Linked DNA regions of Mus musculus: regions 1, 2 and 3 are each linked to region 4. A link is a contact called in public HiChIP or PLAC-seq data. All regions are on one chromosome and are shown on one strand. The core of a region is the stretch at or near the end of the contact, and the rest is flanking DNA. Distances in the headings are between cores, read along the strand shown. Region 1 holds the start of Irf5 (interferon regulatory factor 5). Region 2 holds the start of Kcp (kielin/chordin-like protein). Region 3 holds the start of Opn1sw (opsin 1 (cone pigments), short-wave-sensitive (color blindness, tritan)). Region 4 holds the start of Nrf1 (nuclear respiratory factor 1).

The links. HiChIP or PLAC-seq counts read pairs in DNA pulled down with a chosen protein or histone mark.
Region 1: an H3K27ac HiChIP or PLAC-seq map of bone marrow-derived dendritic cells shows a contact between it and region 4, with 2.9 times the contacts expected there. The contact joins the promoter of Irf5 here to the promoter of Nrf1 in region 4. A contact is called at or near these places in 1 of 39 promoter capture datasets (hippocampal neurons) and 3 of 115 datasets of contacts at active chromatin or transcription factors (bone marrow-derived dendritic cells, extraembryonic endoderm stem cells and memory CD8 T cells).
Region 2: a contact with region 4 is called in an H3K27ac HiChIP or PLAC-seq map of extraembryonic endoderm stem cells, with 4 times the contacts expected there. The contact joins the promoter of Kcp here to the promoter of Nrf1 in region 4. A contact is called at or near these places in 1 of 39 promoter capture datasets (cranial neural crest) and 1 of 115 datasets of contacts at active chromatin or transcription factors (extraembryonic endoderm stem cells).
Region 3: a contact with region 4 is called in an H3K27ac HiChIP or PLAC-seq map of extraembryonic endoderm stem cells, with 5 times the contacts expected there. The contact joins the promoter of Opn1sw here to the promoter of Nrf1 in region 4. A contact is called at or near these places in 2 of 39 promoter capture datasets (hippocampal neurons and liver) and 2 of 115 datasets of contacts at active chromatin or transcription factors (extraembryonic endoderm stem cells and pancreatic cancer cells).

What each region holds. Positions count from the first base shown.
Region 1 is chr6:29,524,477-29,528,650 of GRCm38.p6, reverse strand. It overlaps Irf5 (interferon regulatory factor 5), which reads right to left and starts at 2,026. Exons shown (of 9, transcript NM_012057.4): 1 at 1,877-2,026. It overlaps Gm26627 (a long non-coding RNA gene), which reads right to left. Exons shown (of 3, transcript XR_868831.3): 3 at 3,947-4,174.
Region 2 is chr6:29,506,659-29,511,372 of GRCm38.p6, reverse strand. Kcp (kielin/chordin-like protein) reads left to right here and starts at 3,421. Exons shown (of 38, transcript NM_001029985.4): 1 at 3,421-3,516. The coding sequence starts at 3,447. It overlaps Gm26627 (a long non-coding RNA gene), which reads right to left and starts at 4,201. Exons shown (of 3, transcript XR_868831.3): 1 at 3,422-4,201; 2 at 2,486-2,934.
Region 3 is chr6:29,378,472-29,383,175 of GRCm38.p6, reverse strand. It overlaps Opn1sw (opsin 1 (cone pigments), short-wave-sensitive (color blindness, tritan)), which reads left to right and starts at 2,663. Exons shown (of 5, transcript NM_007538.3): 1 at 2,663-3,106; 2 at 3,289-3,457; 3 at 3,688-3,853; 4 at 4,206-4,445. The coding sequence starts at 2,761. RefSeq lists cis regulatory regions at 2,238-2,759, 2,189-2,763, 1-2,763.
Region 4 is chr6:30,045,380-30,049,591 of GRCm38.p6, reverse strand. Nrf1 (nuclear respiratory factor 1) reads right to left here and starts at 1,604. Exons shown (of 12, transcript NM_001164226.1): 1 at 1,479-1,604.

The sequences.
Region 1 (4,174 bases), core at 777-3,276, 520 kb after region 4:
CTCCTGCCCAACAAAAAAGGCTTAGATCTAAGTCAGATCCTGCCTGCCAGTTCACAATTGCAGCGTCTAAACATGACTGCCCGCTCCTGGGTCTGGAGGTTTTGAATAAGAGCAGTGCTGACACACAACGCAGACTGAGATGTCTGGCTATGAGCCCTAAAAAGGAGAAACGAACAGAGCCCCCACCATCTTCCATGTCAGACCTCAGGAAGTATCCCACATGTGATGGGGCATGGAAGCAGCCCTTGAATCCCGACTGCGATGGAGAGTCCCCATAGCTCACCCCAAGGTCATGAAGTCCCAGGAGAGGCTGCCTGGGCAGTCAGATCACTGAGAACTCCGGAGCTGGTGGGGAGAAGCTGCCATAACGGAAGGAATAAAGGCAGAGCTTCGAACCCCTCCTGTCTCTCGAATTGTCCCGTTCTAAACCCCACACCCAGTTCAAGGCAACATCCAGGGGTTACCTGCAGTAGGCATGAGCATAAATCCCGCCCTCTCCAGGTGAGCGACACACCCGGGGCCCTGCCCCTTCAGAGTGCACACAGGCTGAGATTCTGGGGCAGCAGGTGCGGCAGGAAGAACCCTCTCCCGGCTTCCTCCCAGGGGCAGGCTGGGGGAAGGCCAGAGTTCAAGGGAAAACCCCCGAAGGACTTTTAGTTAATAGGAGTGGTCTCCTACCTATCTCTTTCCTAGACTTTAGCCAGGAGCTTAGGGAGTAGAGAGGGCGAATGCTGTACTGTATCACACAGGTCCTCATGCGAGGCTTTTAGCCTCTCCAGCCTCCGTCAGCCCCGTCCACATCCTTTCTGGTCCTGATCACTTATCCTCACTTTGGAGTTCAGGCCAGGTCGTTCCCTCCTGATCATCCCGGCAGACTCCACCCGGGGCATAACGCGGAGGGAAGGGGGGTGGGGGTGGGAAGGAACCTGGGTCAGCCCCTGGAGTCATCGCGGGGTTACTGGCTTAGTGTCCGTTCCTGGTCCGCTCCTCTGGACCGGGACGTGTCCGCCTTGCTATGCCAGGAGGAGGCCAAGAAAGCCCCCACTTCCACCCCTGCTACTAGGTACCCGCTCTGGGTCCTCTGGAGGTTCGAGAGACACCTGGAGTCTGGGAGACATCTGCACCGAGGGCGAATACTGGCCCGGGACATCTCTCCGCCTGCGTTTCGGCCCAACTACACTTTCCCTTCACGTTCAGATTCTAAGTTGTTACTTCTTAAGTTTAGGGGCAGGCCGTCAAGAAACTAGACCAAGCATTAATCAGCCCCCGCCCCGATTCTTCTCAACAGCTAAGAATAAATCGTCGTCCCCTTTTGAGCTACGAGTCAAGGAGCAGAGCCTCTATTTGACAACGTCTCCCCTCAAACTCTATTCCCACAGATTCCTGTCCTTGGCTTTAAGATCCTTGGGAGGGATCGCTGCTTGACACCTCAACCTCTTTAGTCGAAAAAGTGAGGTGTGGCCGGGGAGGAGAGACGAGCTGTGTGCCGACAGGGTCGGGGTCGGAAACTCGCTCCTCCCTGGTCCCCGCCAGACTGTGACAGGGCGCTTGGCATCCTTGACCCTGGCGAGGCGCAGTGGGGATGTCCACTGGGCCCTTGGGACTTTCCCCGAGCATGCGAACGTTGGCGGCCGGAGCCCGGCACTCCGAGCTGGCCTGGTGCGGAGCGCCTTGGAGCCATTCGCGCTGGCCCGGCGCCGCCTTCGATCATCGCCCACCGCGGAGGAGCGGGATCCCGACCCCGCTGGCCCCGTTGGCAGGTGCCCGGGGCGTGCAGGTCGCCGTGGGTCGGAGCCGTGGCTTGGCTGAAGCCCGGGGCTGTTCCCACCGCCCTCGGGGCGAGGAGCCCAACACAGCCCACAGCCCCGGGACCTACCTGTTTGCTGTGCGCCCGCGGGGAGCCTGGAGCCCCGGCCTGGCGCTGCGGCCGAGCTGAGCTCTCGCCGAGCTGCACCGCCCGCGGGTCGCCCAGCCCGCCCCGCACTTCCGCATCGCGCCGCCCCCGCCCGGGGCAGCGCCCCGCCCCGCCCCTCGCCACCACCCCGCGCCCCGGGCCCCTACCCATCCACCGCCCACCGCGGGGAAGCCCGGGGCCTCCGCGAGACCGCAGACAGCTCGGCGCCCCTCGCCGGGCTCCTTTGGGAATCCGGGGAGACAGAGTCATCCATCACCCAGTCCCCAGATACCCTGTAGCCTGTCCTCACCTAGTCCGCGCCCGCCTGGAGCTGGAGATCCGCTGCGCGCGGGCGTCGATGGAGCCACACTCCAGGGCATTGGGAGACCCCTGAGAGCTCCCTTTCAACATACCTTGGGCCACTCTGTCTCCTCAGCCTTAACACTGGCCCTCCGGACCGCTCCAACTCACCATGTGACTGACAAGCCCACCTCTTCTTTTGCCCTTACCTTCACCGTGGTTTGGGTTTGCCCTTTGAGCGGGTTCCCACCCCCACCCCGACCTCCCGGTTCCATAAACGGGCCTTCCTGTCCGAGTCGATGCTGGCCTCAACTTCCACACATCCTGTTCATGTAGGAACATTATTCGCTGATTCTCACTCTTCAACTTTTGGGTCAGCATCATATTATTTGATAGTCTAAGTGTTTTTTCCAGGAAGGTCTACCCCTTCCTTGAGTCAGCTTTTGGTTTGTTGTGTTTTGGTGTAATTTGTTGATTGGTTTGGAGGAGGGGTGGAGACGACTTCCAGAGTCTTTCCGTTTGATTTTTCCATATGATTTTAACGTCTAATTTCCACTGAAATTCAGCTTAGTTGGGAACCAACCCTGTCTTGCATGGTTCATGATCTATAGTAATTTTTATTTTTATATTTGTATTTTACTGATAATGGAACCCAGGACCTTGCACATTCTAAGCAAGCACTGTGCTACTAAGTGCCTGCCTTCTCTGCCCTGTCATAATTCTAAAGGGTTATTGTATTTGTTTCTTGGGTTTTAACTCTTTTAAGGGTAAAAAGTTGTGTTGCCGGTGCTGGTCTCCAACTCCAGGAATCAAACGATTTTCCTGGCTCAGATGCCTTGAGTAGCTGAGATTTGGTGTAGCATCGCAGGCAGCTTAACTAAAGATATAAGCACATATATTTTAAATGTTTACCATCTTAATTCTTTTTAGTGATTTATTTTATTTTTTATGTATATGAGTATTTTGTCAGCATGCATGTGCATCGTGAACATGCAGTTCCTGCAGAGACCAGAAGAGGGCGCTGGATTCTCTGGAACTGGAGTTAGAGACTGTTGTGAGCGAGGGGGTGTGGGTGCTGAGATCTGAATCCAGGTCTACTGCAAGAACAGCAGATGCTCTTAACTACCAAGCTATCTCTTCGGTCCTAGAGATATTTTTAATACACAAATATTCTGAATGAATTGTTAAATTAAAATGTTATTACATTTATTTTGTGTGTACATCTGTGGGTACACATAAGCATGAGTATGTCAGAGGACAACTTCAGCCAGTTCTCTCCTTCATATGCCTGGCCCAGGGACTGAACTAAGGCTGTCAGGCTTGCCAGCCATCTTGTTTACCCCCCCCCCCCCCACACACACACCCCATTGTTCACTTTAGCTAGCAAGTAAAATATATACATTGTAGACATACTGTTTACCCTCTACATTTAAAGCCTTAGATTGCTGACAGATACCGTGGTATTAATTAATTAGAATTGTGGCTTCTTCCTTAACCTCTGCTGCCTTCCCAGGGATGTCTGGATTAGACTTCAATGAGCAGAGAGAATCCAGTGGGTTTGTTTTTGTTTTCCTTCTCTCTATATATCTCCCCCTCCTTTCACTGTAGCTGAATATAAAATGGAAATATATTATTTGTATCTGCTGAATATATTACCCTCTCATATATGCTAGGCACTCTATCACTGAGCCATGTGTCCTTCTGTTTCACATTTTTAAAATTAAAACTCTGGGTGGATCCAGTCACAGTGGCGCATGTCTGCACTGGGGCAGCTGAGGCCTAAACTCAGCGGCAGGCCATAAGATAAACGGGGCTCCGAAAAGATTCTGCTCCATTCAGATCCTGTCTTCCCTGACAAGGAGCCCCTTAGCCAAAAACTGCCCTGAGCCAGAGACCTGTTTCTGGAGGAAGGAAAGGGGTAGTGCTCATTCAGTGAACAGAACTCCAGCTATTCCAAGAACGAAGAGTCCCCTAGGCTCC
Region 2 (4,714 bases), core at 2,172-4,671, 540 kb after region 4:
ACCTCTGCCTTCCAAGTCCTGGGATTAAAGATGCATGTCACCAGTCTGATTTAACAGACTACTTTTATATTCCCATTTCACAGAGGAGGAGCCTGAGATGAGAAGTTTCAGCATCTACCAAGACCACTTGAAAGGTAAGGAGTAGGCCCACCGGGCACAGGGGTTCTGTGAGGAAGGGAGCAGGGATGGAGTGCTAGGGACCTGACATTGAGCTCTGACCCTGTGCCTTACACGCAATAGGACTTTGAACAGCTTACTCAGGATGTATCAGGTGGTTCATGGGTGACAGAGGGGCAGAGGCACCCACAATGCATGATTGGAATACAGATTAGAGACCATGAGAAAAGTGGCACAGGCCAGGAATCATAAGATGCTTGCCTCTTCCAGGTATGTATGTATTTATGTACGTATGTATGCATGCATGTATGTGCTGGCTGGTTTTGTGTGTCAACTTGACACAGGCTGGAGTTATCCCAGAGAAAGGCACCTCAGTTGAGGAAATGCCTTCATGAGATCCAGCTGTAAGGCATTTTTCTCAATTAGTGATCAAGGGGAAAGGCCCCTTGTGGGTGGTGCCATCCCTGGGCTGGGAGTCTTAGGTTCTGTAAGAAAGCAGGCTGAGCAAGCCAGGGGAGGCAAGCCAGTAAGGAACGTCCTTCAGTGGCCTCTGCTCCTGCTTCCTGGCCTGCTTGAGTTCCAGTTCTGACTTCCTTTGGTGATGAACTACAGTGTGGAAGTGTAAGCTGAATAAACCCTTTTCTCCCCAACTTGCTTCTTGGTCATGATGTTTGTGCAGGAATAGAAACCCTAAGACAGTGTGTGTATGTGTGTGTGTGTGTGTGTGTGTGTGTGTGTGTGTGTGTGTGTGTATGTATGTATTTGTGACAGAGTTCCTCTGTGTAGCCCTGGTTGTCTTGGAACTCAGTTTGTAGACCAGGCTGACCTCAAACTCACAGAGATCTGGTGGCTTCTGCCTCCAGAGTGCTGGAATTAAAGGTATGCACCACCACGGCCTGGCTAGGATTAATATTTTCAATCCACACAAATAGTTTCTGAGGAAGGCAATTAGAGGTTAGGGCCAAAGATGAGAAATTGGCTACTGTGGGCTGGTGGGATGGCTCAGCAGAGTAAATGGCTTACAGTGAAAAGGGTGATGACCCAAGTTAGGTCTGCAGAGGAGGGAGAATCCTGGAATCACCCTCTTAGGTCCACATACATGCTGTGGCGCTGAGGCACGCACGGGCCCAAACACCGCCAACCTGCTCCCCCAACACTAATAAATACAAGAGACAGAAATCAGCCACTGAAAGTGACGCCTCTTGTCTGAGATCACACAGAATTAAGCAATAGGCCAGACTCCGACTGAGGCCTGGCAACCTTGTTCCTGACCAGTCTGCCATCCTAACCCGCTTTGCAAGAGGCTCCCAGGTGACAGAAACAATGTTCCTGCTGGAGATGTGGCTCAGTTGAAAGAGTCCTTGCATGCATGAAGCCCTGGGTTCCATCTGGAACCCTGAATATAATCTTCATGGTGGTAAGTTCCTGTAACCTCAGACCTCAGGAGGCAGAGAATCAGAAGCCCAAGTTCGCCCTTGGCTACCTATGGACTTTGAGGTCAGCCTGGACTAGAGACTTGTCTCCAGGATATTCTTTTCTCTTCTTTTCTTTTCTTTCCTTCTCCGTCTCTGTCTCTGTGTCTCCTCTGTCTCTGTCTGTGACTCTGTCTCTCTCTTTCTGTCTCTCATTACTTCCGGGTTTGGACAAGAGCTGCTAGTTCCTAGTTCCGTTGGCTTCCATTGGCTCTGGCTTTTCCTTTGCTGAGTGACCCTAGCTCCAAGTCACAGGGGAAAGGTTTAGTCACAGTCTCCCCTCCGCCTGCTGCAAACTGCTTAGCCCCAAGAGGGGCCCTCACATCTGCGAAGAGACCCTGCCCTCTTTTACTCAAGCCTTGACTCCAGAGGGAGACCTTCAGTTCCTGCCCTGCCCCAGCTGGGGAAGGGTGACTTCACATTCCAGGTCTTCAAGGCCAAGGCAGGGACTTCTTTGGCTGGATTTACAGCCCCACCCTCCGTGTCCCTCTGCTGTGAACATGGGGCCCCATCCTGCCTTCCCAGCTGCACAGAGCTGTTTCCCAGTCCTAGGCTCTGGACCATTTTCCTATTTCCTCACTTTGGGCTCCTCCCCTGAAGTAAGCCCAGGGCTTCCTACTCCTGCTGAGCCCTGAGTCCAGACTTTGGAAAAGGAGCCCAGCCAGCCAGAGAAGGGAGGCTGGGCATTTGGCCTGCATCTGGTGTAGATGTGGTCGGTGGGCTCCAGGAGAGAGATGTGGAAGTGAAGAGTGGGTGCTTTTAATCAACACTGACTGTTGTTTGTTCTGAGTTCTTACCATCTGACAACCCCTCCCCTCCCAGTGTGTGTGTGTGTGTGTGTGTGTGTTTGTGTTTCATTTAAGATTTCATTCACATATCCCAGGCTGGTCTCAAACCTGCTCTTGTAGCTTATGGTGGCCTTGAATCCTCCCATCTCCTTGCTTCAACTGGGAAAGCTGGCATTGCGGGTGTATGCCACCACACCAATTTCCATAGCAGGCTTCTTGCAGTTCAGCTCCCTGGATTCTTAATTTAGGTGACTTTGTCTGCTGCTCACTGTACTGTGGATGCTGGTTCCACTGCTTATAAACGGGATAACAGAGGCCCTGCGGGAAGTTAGGGGTTATATATTTAGTTTGGGGGGCTTAGACGGGATTAGGGTGGAGCAAAGGTTGGAAGGGAAACAGGTATACGAGCCCAATAAAACAGAACAAAAGAAAGAAGGAAAGAAAGAGAGAAAGGAAGGAAGGAAGGAAGGAAGCAAGCAAGGACGAGAGAGAACTATGTTAACATACATCACATACGTGCCTGGTGCTGGGGAGGTCAGAGGTGGGCGTTGGATTCCCTGAAATAGAAATTATAGATGATGGTGAGCAGCCACGTGGGTGCTATGAACGGAACTCAAGTCCTCTACAAGAGCAGCAAATGCTCTTAACCACTGAACCATCTCTCCAGCCCCTTGCAGAGGGTTTTCAGTCCAGCTCAGCCTTCTGTTCCCATAAGCCCATGAGGTGGAAGTAAAGTCACTGGGACTGTCACTGGGACCCCCTAGAGGATGAGCAACCCCAAAGGGCAGGGACATGGTTGCTCCTGGTCGCTTACCCCGCACCCAACTTCCTGCAGAGCTTGGAAGACTGCTATGGGTCAGGATCCTCAGGGGAACGGGGTGGGGTGGGGTGGATTGGGGTGGGGTGGGGTGAGAAGCCCTAGGTGCGATAGGGGAGCGGGCACCAAGGGGCGGAGAACCGCGGAGCCCTCCCTGAACAAAGACTGGGTGGGCGGCGGCTTGAGTCTCCGCACCCCGCCTCCCGCAGCGCCGGCTGAGCACAGACCTAAAGCGAGGCGGGTCGAGCGAGCATGGCGGGGGCTCGGGCGGCGTTGCTACCACTGCTCCTGCACCTCGGGAGCCTGGCGCTGGCCGCGCGGGGTGAGTCGGAGCGTCCTGGGTGTGCCCCAACTTATGGCTCAGCCCAGCAGACCGTCGGACCGGGCCAGACCACTTCTCCATCCCCGCCTGGGTTGCGCGTCGCTGGCCGGCCTTGGTGCTCTCTCTCCGTCCTCCCCGTCGGTGGGCGAGCAGGGTGGGGGCAGGGCGGCCAGACAGGGATTGCTGAACTGGGCCGGGTCCTTCTGTGGTCCCTGCCAAGGAGTCCTAAGTAGCGGTGAAGCAGAGGCTGTCCTGGCATCTGAGTATCTGAAGTTAATTATTTGTATTGAGGAGAGGGGGAGGGGAGCGCTCTCTGTGGGAAATGACTTAGTCCTGTCCGGCTTGCACTTATGGTTGGTCTCTGCAAAAGCAGAGTAGGAGGAGGGTAAGGGGAAACCTGAAGACAGTTTCTGGGGAGCAACCAGATTCGTGCCACTTCCAGGACTTTCTGCAGATCTTCCAGGAAAAGGGACTGAGCCTGTCTTCAGCTGGGGATCCAAGAGGACACCCTGAATGGCTCCTCGGCCCCCTCCGTTGTGCCTGCTTAAGCAAAGCGGGAGGAGCTGGTTGGGTGCTGGGGCTTTAAGGGTTGGGTCGCTAGAGGAGGTCACGCTTGGGGTTTCAGATACTGAGACCCCGCCCGCGAGCATCATCCTTGTGGATGGAAGTTGGGCAGGGAGACCATGTCAAGACAGTGCCAATTTCTGGGGACAAGGTGAGAACAGAATGCATGGGATGCTGGTGGTGTGAAGGTAGACCGGCTGGGACCTGTGGTGGGGAGAGCTGTATGGCGGTGGGGTGGAAAGCTGGGCAGTGCTGTGGTGACAGATGAAGTCTTAACTTGCTGCTTGGCGCCTTGTGCTGTGGAGAGAGGACAGACTGCAGTAGGAGACTTTCTCTTCAGCTTCTGTGAAGACAGTGGGATGGGGGTGGGGGTGGGGGAGGCCGTGGATTATGAGACAACTGAGGGAAACCAGAGACTGGTGGGAACTAAGGGATACCGGAGAGTAGCACTGAACCCCAGAGTTGGGGTGGCATTTATTGAGCCCCGGAAATTGGGCTGGAACGTCCTCCTCTTTATGGTGACAGTAGAAAGAAAGGAGCAGGTGACATCCCCCTGCTTCGCAGGCCTAGTGTCCCTGGGAGAAAGACTTTCAGTTACTCCAGCTCTTCCTGATTGAGTTGCCGCTGTGAGAAA
Region 3 (4,704 bases), core at 1,414-3,913, 670 kb after region 4:
AGAGAGAGAGAGAGAGTTGTGTGCACAAGTGTCTGCAGAGGCCAAAAGAGGGTATTGCCATCTCTCCATCTCTGGCTTAAAACACACACACACACACACACACACACACACACACACACACACACACACACACAGAGAGAGAGAGAGAGAGACAGAGAGACAGAGAGACAGAGAGACAGAGAGGCAGAGAGACAGAGTCAGGCCTATGAGAACCAACTCACACAGGTTTGCTTACTGGATGGGACACACACTTCCGCTTTTAGACTTCTCTAAGTCTAGGAAAAGGCAAAGGTGGCTGAATAGATGGCCCAGTGGCGGGGGTGGGATGCTCTACAGGCATGAATGAGGACCTGAATTCAGAGTCCCAGGGCCCAGCCTCCTCTCCCACAATCCCCACCTTTCAGCATGTCCCCTCCCACCTTCACGGCTATTCCTTTTGAGTTTTCATAACCCACTGGGTTCTCTTACTGCTGCCTGCTGGGTGCAGATGATCTTATTGGCTTGATCCTGTGCAGGTAACCATGGCAGCAGTGAGCTCATGTCCAGGTCATGTCCGGAAGATGCATTTCACAGCACTCCCCCTGATCCTCTGACTTCTACATTCTTTCTGTTCTCTCTTCTGTAATGGTCCCTGAGCTTTGCCTTGACTCTCTCTCTCTCTCTCTGTGTGTGTGTGTGTGTGTGTGTGTGTGTGTGTGAAAGAGAGAGAGACAGACAGAGAGACAGAGAAAAAGAGACAGAGAGACAGAGACAGAGAGAGGCAGAGAGACAGACAGACAGACAGAGACAGAGAGAGGCAGAGAGACAGACAGACAGAGACAGAGAGACAGACAGAGAGACAGACAGAGAAGCTCCATTCAGAGTCGAACACTTCATAGTCCCCGTTAACAGCCCATTTGACCAGATGAGCCTCTTCAATAACCACTTCCCATTGCAGAAGGAAGTCTCCTGGGCTAAGGTTGGGAGAAGCACTAATCTACATGTATAAATATAAATATTTAAAAGGCAGTTTGACAACAAGTATAATTCAGTAAAACAATAGTAATTTTGGCTAGAGCCCATGACCTTCAAAAGTTCTGGGCTTTTAAAAATATTTACAGTACCAGGTATGGATGCCCCTCCTGTGGACCAGGCCTAAAACCCAAGCAGGAAGTTGCCCCACAACCTCTATGCTGTTATAGTACTAGCGGACACATCTCACCTGGCATATGGATATTATGCTGTTAGGGTTCACGACTGGATAAAATTGACACTTCTCTGCCCCCCACCCCGCCATGGCCTAGAGGGCCCCTGCTGGCACTATATAAGCTAGCCTGGAGAAAAGTGTTCAGTAAGTTCCAGCCTGATTTCTCTTACACCACAGTGTTCAGCAGTAAGGTCTTACCATCTAGTTACGGTGGGCAAGCAGGAGCAATGGCCATAGCTTGTGTTGTTTCTGGGACCCCTGGGACCTCCCTGACTGGTAACTTGTATGGAGATACCTCATGCCCGGTACTGGGATGTTCACTTAATAACTCACATAGTCTGGGAGAAGCATTGTTCACTGGGCAGGGTACTGTGTCCCAACACCTTCTAAAAAAATCATATTTTTAACTTTCTTTTAAAGATTATGTGTATGAGTGCTTTGCTTGTGTGTGTGTATGAACACTGTGTGCATGTTTGGTGCCTTCGGAGGTCAGAAAAGTATGCTGGATCTCCTTGGAATTAGAGTTAGTCAGTTGGAAGCCACCATGTGGATGTTGGGAGCCAAACCTGGGTCCTATGTAAGAGCAGTGAGTGCTCATAATCACGGAGCCGGCTTTCTGGCCCTCATGTTTTAATTTGCTGTGATGGCTTGAATGAGAAACGGCCCCCATAGGCTTCTGTATATGAGGAGTACTTGGTCCACCGTTGATGACTGGGGACGTAATGGGACTTTTAGGATGTAGAGCATTGCTGAAGGTAGTATGTCACGAGGGACCAGCTTTAAGAGCTTGTAGCCTTACCCACGTCCACTCCTCTCTGCTTTCTATTTGAGGCTGGGTGTGATGATGCTGACAAGAGACTAACTCTTGGTGTCCTTCCCTAACAGTGAACCCAGACTATTCAGAAGAGTTTCATTCTCATCTGCTCTAATATAAAGGAAGCCTAGTCTAAGAAGCAGCCTAACCTGGCTGGCTGCAGGTCTACCTACATAAGAAGGCCTCCCTGCAGAGGCCAAACACATAGTAGTGGCTCAGGCATACCCTGGGACCTAAGGCAGGATGCAGTTGTTTCTGCACTGTCCCGCAGTGGCTATTTAAAATGCTCCCAAGGGGGCCTCCCCACTCATCCTCTTCCTGTTTCCCCAAGCGGATTCCCAGGTCTCTGGATAGGGACACTCAGGTGAGCATCTTTCACAAAGGGCCAGGTGAGATGCAGAGGAGCCTGAAGCCAAAGGCAGAGGTGGGAATGAGGTATGGCAGCATCTCCAAAGAATATAGGTCAGCATCCTCCAGGCCACAGAAACCAATACTGACCCCAAAGCACCCAGCCTTGTTATCCAGGTTTCTGACCTCAATCTCTTATCCTCTGAAGAACACAATCAATCAGCTTTGGGCTCATGAAAGGTTTAGGTGAGAACTAAGAGATCTCTAATCTGGGACTTTGTCTTTGGGAGGCTTAGGATAGTTCAGAGTCTCAACTGTATCTTTAAAGGAGGGTGCTGTAGGGAAGGGTGATAGCAGAAGAATCGTCTATAAGAGGGACCGGAGGTGGTAGTGAGGGCATCCCAAGCGGGAGATGTCAGGAGAGGATGACTTTTACCTGTTTCAGAATATCTCTTCGGTGGGGCCCTGGGATGGGCCTCAGTACCACCTTGCTCCTGTCTGGGCCTTCCGCCTCCAGGCAGCCTTCATGGGATTTGTCTTCTTTGTGGGGACCCCACTCAATGCCATAGTGCTGGTGGCCACACTGCATTACAAAAAGTTGCGACAGCCCCTCAACTATATTCTGGTCAATGTATCCCTCGGGGGCTTCCTCTTCTGCATCTTCTCTGTCTTCACAGTCTTCATCGCCAGCTGTCACGGATACTTCCTCTTTGGTCGCCATGTTTGTGCTCTGGAGGCCTTCTTGGGCTCTGTAGCAGGTACTGAAGGCAACCTGGGCTAGAGAGAGGGGCCCTTAATTATCCTGAGCAGTTGGACCTCTAACAATGGGCTGTGTGAGCATTAAACTCCATTCCAACTCTCTGGACTTGCTCAATTACACCTATATTCCACTCCAGGCTCAGGGAGTCTGTCTACCCCATTCTTTTCACATTTGCTGCAGGTCTAGTGACAGGATGGTCATTGGCTTTCCTGGCTTTTGAACGCTACGTTGTCATCTGTAAACCCTTCGGCAGCATCCGCTTCAACTCCAAGCATGCACTGATGGTGGTCCTGGCTACTTGGATTATTGGTATCGGGGTGTCCATCCCACCCTTTTTTGGCTGGAGCAGGTGAGAGGATAGGGCAGTGCTCTGATGTGGGACGAGAGATTGGGTATAACCTTTTATTCTTTGACCTGAGTTGGTAGAGTAAGGAGGAAAGGGGGCCGCTGGAGACATCAATGGTTACTCTGCCATTGTAACTACTGTAGTGTCTTCTGGCATTCTTCCAACTGGAGAAGCCAATCCAGAAGCTAAGCCCATTCTTCCAGTTCTCGGAATGAATGTTTGGTCCTTTTCAGGTTCATCCCTGAGGGCCTGCAGTGCTCCTGTGGCCCAGACTGGTACACTGTGGGCACCAAGTATCGAAGCGAGTACTACACCTGGTTCCTCTTCATCTTCTGTTTCATCATTCCTCTTTCCCTCATCTGCTTCTCCTACTCCCAGTTGCTGAGGACTCTCAGAGCTGTGAGTGGGTTTTGAGAGGGGCAGGTAGGAGTAACTCAGGAGGCCCCAGGAGAGACAGTATATATCTTCCTCAGGATACGTCTAGAATATCCGTGGTCAGATAGGAGTATTGGGGAAGGGGGAGTGAAAACGCTGTTACAACTTATTGGTAGAGCACTTACCTAGCAGGTGTGAGGTACTGGGTTCCATCTTCTGCACAAGAGGTAGTGGGCGAAGGACCAGAGAGAGGAGGGGACAAGGATGGGATCTTTTCTAGTGTCAGAGCTGAGGACGCCCTTCATGATGCCTCCCTCAAGGGAAAGCCAAACTCAGCCAGGAGAGAGAGGGCTTTGACCCTTGTGCTCAATTCCAGGTGGCAGCTCAGCAGCAAGAGTCTGCTACGACACAAAAGGCTGAACGGGAGGTGAGTCATATGGTGGTGGTGATGGTGGGATCCTTCTGTCTCTGCTACGTGCCCTATGCTGCCCTGGCCATGTACATGGTCAACAATCGGAACCACGGGCTGGACTTACGGCTTGTCACCATCCCCGCCTTCTTTTCCAAGAGCTCCTGTGTCTACAACCCCATCATCTACTGCTTCATGAATAAGCAGGTAAAGCGGTCTATCTACATTCCCACGAGGTTCTGGTCCATTAGACCCTGGTTCTTCCGCTATTGATGTCTTTGTGACTCAGCACCCTGGCCTCCACACAGGGCTTATAGATGAGGAAAGCCAGAGTAGTCCAAGCAGGCCAGGATGCTCTTGGTAGGCACATGAACCCAGAGTATGGTTCCTAAAATACTGGAACAAGGGGAGGCTAGACCTTGAGCCAGAAAAATCAAATTGAAAGAGTGGGAAAGGATGGGAAATG
Region 4 (4,212 bases), core at 355-2,854:
ATATATATGTCACCCCTCTTCTCTTCCCCGGAGTGAGGAACAATCCATTAACTTACTGTTTATGACTAAAGGAAAAGGCATTTAAAAGGATCTGCCGAAGATTGGAAAAAGGACCAAAAAGGACCACTCCTCCAAGGACAAAAGCTGTCCCCATTCTCCTACAGAGCACTGTCCCAACTGACAGGTTCACTCCCACCAACTTTCTCCAATAAATGGAGATTTAAACACTAAAATGGAAGTTTTGCTTTGCCTACTTAAAAAAAAAAAAAAATCGGCCCAACCGATACCAACTCTAACATAAGCCATCATCAGTACAAGATACTTTAATGGCAGGGAAGATGGGGATGACCTGCTAACAGCTCCTCCAACTGGTCAGAGCAGATAGCCTTTGAAGCTCTAACAACATTAATGTATGTTTAACATTTTCAAGTTCTGGTGGGTAGTCAGATGCACCGAACAAAGTTTGGGGCCAGCAGCAACGACACAACAGGTGAGAAACAGTGGACATCACTACAGAACATGCAATGGCAAACCCACGAATCCACGAAAGCCTGGGAGATGTGGGAGAGAATCAAGCACAAGACCACCCCAGACCCCCTGTTTTATCCGAGGCAAAGGCTCCGTTCCTTCTTAAGGGGTGCGCCACCTCCCCCTCCTGTCCCCCGGAGACCACCACGCCAGTCCCAGGAAGAACCCAGGCCCCTCGGTGGGTATCTCCGCCGGAGAGGAAAAACACAATGTCGCTCCTTATTTCTGCGTACAAAAGGACTTTGCGCCCTCCTCCTCCTCCTCGAACTGCCGCCTAGGCGCCTCCTCACAACTTGCAAGAAGGTGGGCAGCGCGCCATATTCAGCGCCCCCCAGTCCACCTGGGTAACCATCCCACGCCACCCCGGCGGGAGGGAAGCTTCGGAGGTCGCCCGGCCGAACCACCAGCCTCCTCTCCCGCCAGAGACAGCCACTCCCGCGCCCCGCCCGGCCGCACCGAGCCACCGGCGGGCCAGAGCCGGGAAGAGCCGAGGGGGCGAGCGCCGAGCCGCCGCTCCGGTCCCGCGCAGCCCACCCACCTCCCGCTCCCGGGCCCGGCGCGCTCTCCCGGGCCGCCGGCTCCCGAGCCCGCAGAAGGAAGACCAGGCCCGGGGTTCCACGGCGCGGAGGAGGCCGCGGCCGGGAGAACCCGAGGCGGTAGGGGAGGCCGGAACCCTGGGGCTCTCGGGAGGGCAGCCGCCTCCCTACCGAGCCCGCCAGGACGCCCGGGGCCTAGTGCGGCCTGCGCATCCTCGGGGTGGCGGTTTGGCTGGGCCGGGCCCGGGCCCGGGCCCCCCGCCCCAGGCAGGCCGAATCCGGCGGGGGCCCAGGCCCCGAGCCGGGGGCGGCAGGGTGCCGGCTGCGGGGCGGGCCGGCCGGCCGGCGGGCGGGCGGCGTGTTGCGGCTGCGCCGGGGCTGAAATAGCTGGAGATTGCGCGGTAGGGCACTCACCTCAGAGCGGCTGCGCTACCGTGGGCCTGCGCCGTGGAGACTGCGACCGCGCCGGCTCCTCGCAGCCTCCTGCCACCAGCGGCAATGGCGAGCGCTGCCGCCTCTGCCGCCGCCGCCGCCGCCGAGGAGGGGGAGGGGAGGGAGGAGGCACGCACGCGACGCACGGCTCGGCTTCCCCGCCCGGAGACCGCCATGATGGCGAGGCCAGCACGGCTCTGCGGCTCCGGGGAGGGGGCTCTCGGCGGCGCTCTCTGAGACCCCCGGCCGCCTCGTCGGCCTCTGGTGCGGCTCGGCAGCGCTGGCCGGGGCCCGGACCAGGAGGGCAACCGGCTGAGCAAGTCGCGGACGCGGCGGCGAAGTGGTTCATGCCGCCCAAGATGGTTGCTAATCCGAAGGAGCCCTCCGCTCGGAGCCGAGCGCGGGGAACTGAGACCTCCGCTCCAAAGCGGCTCCCCCACATTTTACTCGGCGCGCCTTTGCGTAGTCGCCTCGACCCCTCTCTGAAATGCGCTTTGTTTCTCTGTTTCAAAGCCCCAACCAGATCTGTAAACGGGGAACTTTGGTACAAAGCAATATGGTAATTTATTCTCTCGTTCCTTAGACCAACATTTCTAAAGGGCCCCTTTCCGTACTGGATGCTGTTATGGGTGCTCCGAAGTGCACCTGTTAGCAAACCAAGGCTCTATTTAATAAAAATAAAAAAGTAAGTTCTTGCCCTTGCTTTCTCGGCGCTTAGATGAAGCAATAGGGTATCCTAGTATGCCTAACAAGTGAGCAGACAGTGGGAAAATGAAAGGTTGGGGACATGGGGTAGTTTGGGTTGCTTTTGTTATGTCATCAGGAGCCCCCATCAGAACCACCGGGAGTCCCAGCTCCAACTGAAACCTAGAATCTGCATTTTTAACACTTCTGGGAGATTTAATGTGCACTAGATAAATGCCCCACATGGTGTCAGAAAACAGCTTAACAAATAAGCAAACATTTTTTTAATTGGATACCTTTGTCTTATGTAGTTTTTTTTTTTTTTTTTTTTTAGTCCAAGACAGGATTTCTCTGTGTAGACCAGGCTGTCCTGGAACTCACTCTGCAGACCAAGCTGACCTCCAACCCAGAGATCATCTGCCTCTACCTCCCCAGTGCTGGGATTAAAGGCGTGTGCCACCACTGCCCAGCTTAACTGAATGCCTTTTTCCCTTAACGGTTTCTTTTCTCTTCCTTCCTTCCTTACTTCCTTCCTTTCTTTTTTTTTCTTTTTCCTTTTTTTTGGTTTTTAGAGACGGTTTCTCTGTGTAGCCCTGGCTTGGCTGTCCAAGAACTCTGTAGACCAGGCTGGCCTCAAACTCAGAAATCTGCGTGCTTCTGCCTCCCCAGTGCTTGGATCAAAGGCGTGCGCCACCACTGCCTGGCACCCTTAATGTTTTCTAAATCAAACCGATATCACTGTCACTACCCATCCCTGTAGGAATAATGTCTGCTCTTTCCTCTTTGCCTCAATGATTTTTTTTTTTTTTTTTTTTTTTTTTTGAGATAGGGTCTCAACTATGTAGCCCAGGATGGCCTGAAACTCACCATAAAGACCAGACTGGCCTGGCCTCTAACTCAGAGATTTTTATCCTGTCCTTGCCTTCCAAGTTCTGGGATTAAAGACATGGACCCTCTGCCTGGCCATCCAATGACATCTTTAAAGCGTTGTTGCCTCTTTCTGACTTTGGTCCAGGCTGCTTTCGTGTGGAGGTGCTGCACTTAGACTCTGAACTGGCTCCCAGACCCTGGACTTGCTCTCCCCAGCCCCTTCTGCACACTTCAACTTGAATGGACTCTTTTCTTCATTTTTTTAAAAAAAAGCAGATCGTAGCTGGGCGTGGTGGCACACGCCTTTAATCCCAGCACTCGGGAGGCAGAGGCAGGTGGATTTCTGAGTTCGAGGCTAGTCTGGTCTACAGAGTGAGTTCCAGGACAGCCAGGGCTATACAGAGAAACCCTGTCTCAAAAAAAAAAAAAAAAAAAAAAAAAAAAAGCAGATTGTGTTGTGTTATTTCCCTGTTTGGGATGTCTAACGTCTAAAATCCTTGAAGGTGGCTTTGAGAACTTTGATGTCCTCACCCACGGTGCCATCTCTGACTTCATCTGCTGCGTCTCTCTCAGGCTACAGAAGAACTGGGAAGCTGTTGGATCATAGAGATCAAGGAATACTACCCCTCTGCTCAGAACATTTCTCACGGCTGTCTTCTCGCGTGCTAGAACTTTCCATCAGAACAGCTTGTTACTCCTTTAGTCTGGACATGGCTTTCATCCCTCATCCCCCAAGCCTGCTTGCTTTGCCTTTCCTTATCATACAGGACTTACCAGCGACATCTGCATTAGCTCCCTTCTCTGTTTACAATGGCCTCAGTAGCCCAAGCTAACCTCCACCTGAGGTTGACCTGTCCTGGCCTCCCAAGTGGTGGGATACCAGACCTGTGCTGCCATGCTCAGTTAATGTGTGCTGGGGATTGAACCCAGGACCTCATGGGTTTTGCTAGGCAAACAAACAACTGAGCAATATCCCCAGCCCCTACACTCTCCCTCTCATTTCATTCTCCAATGGAGGCCATTACGTAAGTACTACTATGGTCCCTTTTGACAGATGAAGAAGCCAAAACATGCCAATGTTACTTGCCCCAACTCAGATGGAGATGGAACCAGTCCTGATCCTGACCCTACCAGAGCTTTTAGATGGCTATCCACACCCACT